Linked DNA regions of Mus musculus: region 2 is linked to region 1. Evidence: chromatin contacts called from public ChIA-PET data. All regions are on one chromosome and are shown on one strand. Each heading gives the region's core, a stretch centred on a gene start, on an enhancer-like site or on the middle of the called end of the contact. The rest is flanking DNA. Distances are from core to core; before and after follow the strand shown.

Region 1 (4,504 bases), core at 759-3,258:
TCAAAAATAGAGCACCTTTATGCGACTCTTGGGCTGAATAACACGAGGCGCAGGGCAGAAAGCCTGGCATGTAGTTCAGTGCTCCATTGTCTTACAGCTCCTAGGTACTCTACACCACGGTAGAAAAGCAGCAAAAAGTGTGCCTCATTCATTACAGCATTCAGTCTCTGACTAGTTACTACCTAAGCCACTTTTATCAAGACAAATTCTTACACGTCGTGTGATTCTGACTGTACTTCTAGAGTGACAGATTAATCCAGGTGGGACCCAAGTCCCTAAAGGTGACCTTTTTTGGAGCTAGTTGTTAAGAGTCTTTATATGGAGCTAGATGGCAGGTGTTAGGTCCACAAACTCAGTGTTGTTGTCCTCTAAGCACTACCTGTACAATCATTTTAATAGTTGTCCTTTTTAAGAAAAACCACACTCTAGACACTGGAGAAGCAAGCAGTACTTAAAATGCTAGAAGAATTGACTACAGTGTTGTTATGGGAAACAAGGGTGACAAAAAGCCAGGAAAAAAAGATTTTAACATGTGCTTTGTTGATATTTTTGCTTGTTGAGATTTAGAAAGTTGAGAAATACAGAAACAGACAGAAGTTTGCCCCTGGCACTGGAGGCCTTCCTCAGCCCCATATCTGCCTCAGCTTCCTCCCTCCCAATTGTCTAACAAAGAGCCACTTACTGAATCTCTTTGGGATTGGCCTGTAGACACAGACATAGCCCTTGCCCTTGGCTACTGACTAACATTGTGGGATGAAGGAAAATGACCAACTCTGGAAGGTATACCCACTGTGGTTCTTGCCTTAGCAGACTAATCTTTCCCAGAATAAAATTATCAGTACCCAATTTTTATAATACAAAAAATAGAAAGTTGGAATTGCTACATTTAAAGTAACTGTATAAATAAGAAAATGGATGTGAGAAGGCAGAGTGCACAGTGAAATGATAATTGTTAAGCTCGTGCCATTACTAGTTCCTCTTAAGTAGTGCAGCCCCCAAGCCTTGGCCACAAGGAACTGGTTTGAAATATTACCTCCTGGAAGAAACTAGACATAGGCCTCACTTAAAGAAAGAGGTGCTGATGAGACGGCTCATCAGGTAAAGCCAAGCCTGATGACCTGAGTTCAGTCCCTGGATCCAGGGACACTCCCACGATGGAAATAAAGATCCAACTCCCACGATGTATCCTCTGACTCTATGTGTGGGCCATAGCATAAGCATGCCTCTACACACACATGGGGCTAAAAGAACCTAATAAGTAATAAAATAACCTAATAAGTAACTTCAGAATTAAAGCCCAGATTAGATGAGCAATAGGCCCGGGGAGATTGGACAACTTCTTGAGTCACACACCTGCTTGATGGCAGAGCTAGGATGATAAAGGAGCCCAAACTTAGCCAACTCAAGCCAAGCCAGGGAAGTGATTTTTGCTTTGTTCTGTTTTGTTTTTCCTATTGTGCCCTTGGTAATAATTCTCTTACTGAAATGTTTGTTACGGTACCCTGCATTGAATGTCTAATAAGAATGATCGTAGACAGTTTTTAAGGAATATGGTCATCACCCAGAACATCGTACAGATGTTTCCCACATCCCCTGGCTGTCCAGGTCCCCAGTCCTTTCACAGATGTGAATTTATGAGGACATGCTGGCATTCTGTCATCTGCCTTTTCCATAGGTCTTCCCAAGTTGTGTGTTGCATTTTTGTGGTTTTAACATTTCTCATGGACACGCCCATGAAAAATTTAAAACCTGGGTACATAAATTTTATAAAGTACCACTTATCTCTTCAGTGCTGGCTCATATTTCCATGTTAGTATTTATGACACAGTATGTGAAGTCATGAATAAGTCACATAATTTGAGCTCTTATTCCCTAAACACCAACATTGTATTTCTGCAGGTTCTAAAAATTCTTAACACTTCACTTAGAAACCCCACTATAGCTTGCCACAATGTTTCCATAGTAACAGGTTTCAAACAGAAAAACAGGAAGCCGAGAGAGGACGGGGGATGATATTATCAGAGTACATGGGGTGGTGTTGGGGCGCAGTCTGTGGAGTGAATTCTCTGCTCTAGTTAGAAGGCTCCTGAGCAGAGTGACCTGCCAGCTTACCACAGGGATTTGGGATGCTGAGTTCAATGTCTCCCTCAATCACTGTCTTGGTTTTTGAGACAGGGTCTCTCACTGATCCTGGAGGTCACTGATCGGCTCCGGGAGATTGGCTTTTGACTGTGACTGTCCTGGAGCTCATAATGTAGACCAGGCTAGCCTCAAATTCACAGAGATCTGCCTGCCTCTGCCCCTCTGAGTTCTGGAATTAAAGGTGTGTGCCACCATACCTGGCTTGCATACTATTTTAAAATTACATTTTCTCTCTCTCTCTCTCTCTCTCTCTCTCTGTCTCTCTCTTTGTGTGTGTGTGTGTGTGTGTGTACATATATTCTACAGTATGCATGTGAAGTTCAGAAGACAGTTTATGAAAGTAGGTTCTCTTCCTTCACCATATGATTCCTGGAGACCAAACACATGTTGTCAGGTCTGACAAGCACCTCTGTACCAGAGCCATCTAACTGACCCTAGACATACTATTTTTATTGTAACTATAAATATCACTTTTATAATTACACATTTATGCATAATAAACACTAAAATTACTTTTTGTTCTTTTTTAGAAAAAATACACATTTTATGACAGGAAAAGTGATCTGTCTCCAAGGAGCTGATGACTCAAGGGAAGCATGGGATACACAAATAAGTGTCTTGCACAGCAGTAAGGATGATAATGGAAATTTTACCCAGTGTGGGCGGAAGGATCAACTCTGCCTGGGAGAGCTGTTCTTTGGTAAAACGAGGTGACCTTCGCACAGGCTCATAAAGATGACTAGAGTTCTCTGGAGCTTTGTAAATGGTTAAGCACGGTATAAATGTAAGTTGGTCCTTGGCCTTCGTTATTGCTGTCGAGGCTTACCTCATATAAAGCTCTCTTTCTTGTCTCTTTCCCAGGCTCCCCAAAGCCCAGGCTCCCTGGGCCAGGAAACGGCCACAGTTAAGCGGTCACACGTCAGTGCTGTAGCAAGCGAACTGAGGCGCATCCAGAAGATGCAGACTCAGACCCAGAGGCTGTAAAATCACCTGGGAGCCGAGCCAGGAAGCCTCGGAGTGGGAAGCGCCCCTCCCCCCACCCCACCCCTCCCAGCGCCACCCTGTGGAAAGGCCTCCCTCCACCCTGATGGATGTGAGCATCTATACCTGGGGTATGGTAAAAACTAAGAACGAGTATCACACGTCAGTCTGTGATTTACCCCGGCAGGAAATGACGAGTTCCATGTCTTAGGGCCTCCAGACAGGGCGGAGTGGAGAGCAGAGTATGAGTCAGGGGACAGGATGGAGGCGACGGATGATACGTTCTAGATTAACATTTTCTAGCATCAAGTCCTCCTGGTCTCCTCCCTGGGGTCCCCATCATGTCACACTTCTCTGCCTTCCGGGAGGAGATTGGAGGCCTTCTAATAATCCTCACTTGAATTCCTCTGTGGAAAAATGGTCAGAACATCCTGTGTCGGTGACAGGACATATTAGCCCCTTGATTACCGTGTGTCTTTGTTACTTACTCCCTTCAACACATACAGGACACTCAAAATATGTTCTAGATGATATGTCCTAAATGTAAAAGTGAAGGAAAAGATGGCCACGACCTCACACTCCCATGGACTGGACTGGGTATTTTTTTTTTTTTTTTTTTTTTTTTTTTTTTTAGTATTTTGTTCTTGTTTTGGTATTTCTTTTGTTTTTGTTTTGCTTCAAGACAGGATTTCTCTGTGTAGTTCCAGGCTGTCCTGGAACTCACTCTGGAGACCAGGCTGGCCTTGAACACACAGAGATCCACCTGTCCCTGCCTCCCAGTGCTGAGATTGAAGGTGTCTGCACTATTCTCAGCTTTATTTGGTTTTTGAGACATAGTCTCCTGTTCTCAGGTTGGCCTCAAACTTCCCAAATAGCTAAGGCGGATTCTTACCTCTTTTTTCCCCAAGTTTTTAAAAATGTACTTCTAGTTTATGTACATATTTGCCCTCATGTATGTATGTGCACCATGCTTGTCTGGTCCCAGCAGAAGCCAGAAGAATGCATCAGATCCCCTAGAGCTGGAGTCATAGTGCTCACGAGCTGCCACACAGGTGCTGGGAACTGACCTCAGATCCTCTACCAGAGCGGCACTTGCTCTTAACTGCTGAGCCATCTCTTCAGCCCTCTGAGCCACTGATCTCTTGATCTCTTACCTCTGCCTTCTACGTTCTGAAATTACAGACATACTCCACTAAGCCTAGCTGGATCAGTAATTTTTGCTATGAGAAATATAGAATTAAATTTAAAAATAAGAAAATACCAGCTTGTAAATACCAAGAAGGAGACAATGGGCTACTATTTTTATTTCTGTGTTAGGGTTCAAATCCAGGACCTTAGGGAACATTAGACAAATATTCCTGGTGTTTGAGCTGCTAGTCTC
Region 2 (4,504 bases), core at 1,255-3,754, 120 kb before region 1:
CCCAGACTTCCGTGGGAGAGGAACGAACGTGTGTAATCTGAACCCTGTGGATCTCTTCTGCTTCCAAGAGGCAAAGAAAGGTGAGGCCAGGGCTGTGGGGGCCTAGCTGCCTCTTCCGGATGTGGCTGGCAGAACTTCCCAAGATAAGGGCAGCCAACAATGGTGCTGTGTGGCTCAGCCTGTCTCCAGGCCAGAGGAAATGGGTAGCCTTCGCACCAGTGATCCGCTGCCTCCTTAGACATCCGCTGGTAGGGTGGCCCAGATAGGGGGAGAGGTTCCCACCAGGGGCTGAGCCCACCTCCCCTGGCTTCCTCCTTCAGGACCGAGCATATCCCTAAGGGACTTAGGGGAGGGACTTGGAAGAGCACACACAAGGTGTGGGAAATGGGCCTGTGCTAGACACAAGGGCCTGGAACATACACTGTACCAAATGTGAGGATTCTATTGGTGGGATTCAGGCATCAGGCATGGGTGTCAGGGAGACATCTGGATGTCACGGGCTGCTCAGTCAGTTGCCCAGAACAGACTGCTGCCTTAAGAGCAGCTCATGACACTCAAGAGGATTGGAACCCCATGACTAGCCCATCAGGACCAGGCCTGAACACCGACATGAAGTTGTGAAATGCCTTGGGCTCCACCTTAGCTTCATCTAGGTATATGAATCTGGCAGGCCTTGGGACCTGGTCTTCCTGTTGGAAAAAACAGAGCCCTGCCTACCAGCTAGCCAATGGAGTATGCCCAGGTCATGGGTGCTGTTGGGCAGCAGGCTGGGGACACAATACAGTGTGTGTAGCTGTGGGCAACAGTCTCCTCCTTGTACCATCCCAGCTTTTCCCAGCTCCTGGATAGCAACCTGTATCTGGCCTTCGTGGGAGGGTTGGTATTCCCAATTCAGGTGACATTCTAAATAAAAAACAAAACCCACAGAAGCCCTTAGATAACTCTAGAAGGCCAGCCCCTCACTATTCAGAGGAAACCTAGACTGAGAGTCTCCATGTGGCTGGAACACGCATCTCCTGCACTCCATCTTCAACTCTTGGAGGGTTTGCGGGCATGGAAATCAGAAGAAAGCGCTCCAGCCCCTCTACCCTGGAGAAGACCACCCACTCCACCCCATGCTATAGTTCCACCTCCTAGTCTGAGGGGTGGCTGGACAGAAGCAAACCCTCAGGAGCCAGGAATTCTCTTGGTGTGGAGGCTAGACCCCATCCTTCAAGGGATGCAGGATGAGGAAGCACAGACCATGAAGGCTAAGAGAGTTGGGTGTGGGTCTGGGTGTCCCAGGTTTCCAGCCACACCCGCCAGCCAAACTGGACAAGACAACCACAAGACAGCTGGCCTGGCTGCTGGTGCTGCTTGGGGGGAGGAGATGCAAGAGCAGCCATGGGTGGCATGAGTAGCCATTCTGGGCGGAAGAACCAGCTGATGATCCAAGAGTGTGGAGGGATCCAGAAGAGAGACTGAGAGTAGCTGCATGTTGGGCACCAAGGACCTAGAGAGAGAAAGTGGAGAGCTGGACATAAGGCTTAGCTCGGGGAGGGGCAGCAGACTGGCTGGTGCTATCTTCTCCAACGATGCAATCCTAAATGTCAAAATCCCAAGGATAAAACTCCAAATTATAAAATTCCCAGAGACCAAATCTCCAAGGTGTAGTTCCATAGGTGTGTGGAGGGGGGATGGTCATTGTAAAGCTTTCTTTACAGGATTTCTGCGCGTGGAACAATGGAGGGATTGTGTCTTTTGGATTTTAGGATGAGCAGAGGCAGCAGCATGCAGAGTGGGGAGAAGAAGCCATTTGAATTTGTCTCCTAGGGAAAGGGAGAGAAGCCAAAAGTCCCCAGGACTTGAGTGAGGAGGGGCAGAAGGAGAGGGAGGAGCCGTTGGGTCATGGATGATCAGTAGGAAGTCTTTCTGGGACAGATCTGAGAAAGGCTGAAGGATGGGTGGGAAGCTGGTGAATTTGGGGGTTCTGTCCTATGGTAGTGATGATGAGGGCCGAAGAGCGCTGAGGGAAAGGAGTGAGGCTGACCTGGGTCCATAGAGTTAAACCTCTGAGTGGCCCACAGTGCAAAGCATCCTAGCGCTTTGATGGAGGAGGCAGGGACCAGTCAAGAGCCAGATAGCTGGCTGGAGTCTTGGCCCTTGGCCATCACCTCTCCTCCTTTCTGATGGCTTCGAATACTTCTAGAGACCTTCCCGAGTGGCAGGCCCTGACAGGTGTTCATTTGTAGAAGCCACAGAGCCACCCCACAAGGCAGGTGACAACCACAGACATCCCAACACGCCGGGACACTGTATTGCTTTCTGTTGCTGTGATAAAACACTGTGAGCATAGCAACTCACAGAAGGACAGGTTTCCTTTAGCAGATAGTTCTAGAGGGGCTAAGAGTCCATCACCCTCACAGCAGGAAGCATGGCAGCGGGCAGGCATGGAGTGGGCCGGCATGGCAGCTGGAGCTGAAAGGTGCTAGGGGCAGGGCAGGGTTTCACATCTCAAACCACCAACGGGAAGCAGAGAGCATGAACTTGAAATGGCAAAAGTCCTTACACTCAGTTCCTACTCAGAGTGATGTACTTCCTCTGCGTAGCCACCCCTGAGCTTCCCCAAACAGGGTCACTAACTGGGGACCAAGGAGGGACACTTCACTCAAATCATGTCACATGTTGCACACAGGGTTGCAGAGTGCTGGGTTCACACTGGCCACAGAGAAGGTGCTTGTGGTGGGGTGGGGCCGGTGCTCCCCTGACTGAGAGGCTAGGCTCACCTCGACTACCCTGTCAACTCAACTTCCCATCCCAATGACTTGACCATTTAACACAATGAGATACCTGACTATAATAATTTTTGATGTTGTCTCGGATAATCAATTTCCCATAGATTTTCTCTCTATTTTAATTATTCTTTTTAATGTTGTATGCGTGTATGTTGGGCTTGTGGCAGTCAGAAGACAACTTTTGGGAGCTCGTTCTTGCCTTCTGCCGTGTGAGTCTCTCATGGTCACCAGACTTAGCAACGCGTGCCTTCAACTGATGAGTTATTTACCCCCTCCCCATCCCCATTTTCTTTTCAAGGCAAGCTCTCTCACTGTAGCCCGGGCTGGAACTCAGGTGGGACTTTTCAGGCTGCTGGCATGGAGGGCCTCAAGCATTTCCCAGTAGCCAAGCCCCTCTCCAAGCTGTTCTTCCTCAGCACAGCTAGATCTTCTAGCTCTCCACAGGGATGCTCGGAGGGTCTAGTTTTAGTCTCTGAGAATGGTGCACTCCTGTTCTGCCTTATAAAGTCCCAGATCCTTGGCTGAGTTTGTTAGCATCCTGTCCAAAGTCAGTCCCTCATGACTGCTCACCACGGGCCTAAGACCCACAAGGCTTAAAGCCCTCGGACAACTTAACTCTCAGGTTTAGTAGTCACATATAGCCAGGACACATGGTTAACTATAGTTGCTATGGCTACTTTGATAGGAGATAAGTTCTCAGAAGTAGGAACATAAGCCCCTGGCTGATGCTATAGTGAAACACTTACTATGGGGCAGACCAGTGAGTGCCAGACAGCAAATTTCCTAGGCCGTAGGATCATTTCATCCAAACAGTTCCGTCTAAGCTAGAGACTAAGGCTGTAGAGGGCCAAGGACTCGCCCGTGGACACACAGCACAGAGGTGATCAAGGCCCACAATAGTGGCGCGTACTGGGCTCCAACCCCTCAGGACCTGCCTATCCCTACTGCTTCACTGACCCTTCCCATTGGCTGTCTGAAGCAGCCCCATTTCCAAATGGACAAGTGGGACCTGGGTGGGAGGATCATACTGCTATTGACGGAAGCCCAGGACTGACACAGGTCTGCCCGAAACTGGAGCCTTAGACCGTGCCTTAGTCAGTGTTTTATTGTGAGGAGACATCCTAAAGGCAAAACTCTTCAGTTTCACCCACCCCCCCTTTTTTTGGCAAGGGTAAAAAGTAGCCACATTCTTTGCCAAAGTGTCACAAGTATGGTCTCCAGGCCACTTACCCTCTGAAACCCCTTGAGCTGGGCTGTTGGAATTTATGTTACTCTCAGCTGTCGTGCCTGGTCTCAGCTACTGCCCCAGCACCATGTCTGCCTGCATGCTGCCGTGCTCCCCACCATGATGGTGATGGACTAACTTCTAAAGCTGTAAGCCATCCCCCAGTTAAATGCTTTCCTGTATAATATTTGCCTCGGTCATGGTGTCTCTTCACAGCAGTAGGACAGAGACTAAGAGGAGCTGTTACTGCACATTGTCACGAATGCAGTTATTCTGCACTTGACATGCGGGCTCAGTGGACAAAGGCACTTGCCGTCAAGCCTGTGTTCCATCCCTGGAACCCACGTGGTAGAAAGGAGAACCCACTCCTGAAAGTTGTTCCCTAATACACTGTGGTGCATATATGTGTATATATACACCACACACACACACACACACACACAAAGGAATTATTCTAAAACATAGTTAAAACTGGCATGATAAAATCTTTCATCCCATACATTTT

Evidence for each region. ChIA-PET counts read pairs in DNA pulled down with a chosen protein or histone mark.
Region 2: a contact with region 1 is called in an RNA polymerase II ChIA-PET map of effector CD8 T cells, with 9 read pairs. The contact joins two enhancer-like sites. A contact is called at or near these places in 1 of 39 promoter capture datasets (hippocampal neurons), 11 of 484 Hi-C or Micro-C datasets (CD4 T cells, CD8 T cells, embryonic stem cells and 6 more), 6 of 115 datasets of contacts at active chromatin or transcription factors (the SCID.adh cell line, bone marrow-derived macrophages, effector CD8 T cells and 3 more) and 2 of 9 other capture datasets (liver and pancreatic islet).

Annotation. Positions count from the first base shown.
Region 1 is chr7:98,691,770-98,696,273 of GRCm38.p6, reverse strand. It overlaps Gm15506 (predicted gene 15506), which reads left to right. Exons shown (of 1, transcript NR_144495.1): 1 at 1-4,504. Among named protein-coding and RNA genes, the nearest start is that of Gm15506, 8.9 kb to the left of the region's middle. Within about 2 kb of position 2,008, at least 143 of the 459 cell types and tissues checked have an H3K27ac peak or open chromatin away from gene starts, as enhancers often do. A contact at or near this core is called in CD8 T cells, bone marrow-derived macrophages, effector CD8 T cells and 2 more, where this site is marked.
Region 2 is chr7:98,807,646-98,812,149 of GRCm38.p6, reverse strand. No RefSeq gene overlaps it. Among named protein-coding and RNA genes, the nearest start is that of n-TPtgg8, 5.5 kb to the left of the region's middle. Within about 2 kb of position 2,504, at least 35 of the 459 cell types and tissues checked have an H3K27ac peak or open chromatin away from gene starts, as enhancers often do. A contact at or near this core is called in CD8 T cells, bone marrow-derived macrophages, effector CD8 T cells and 2 more, where this site is marked.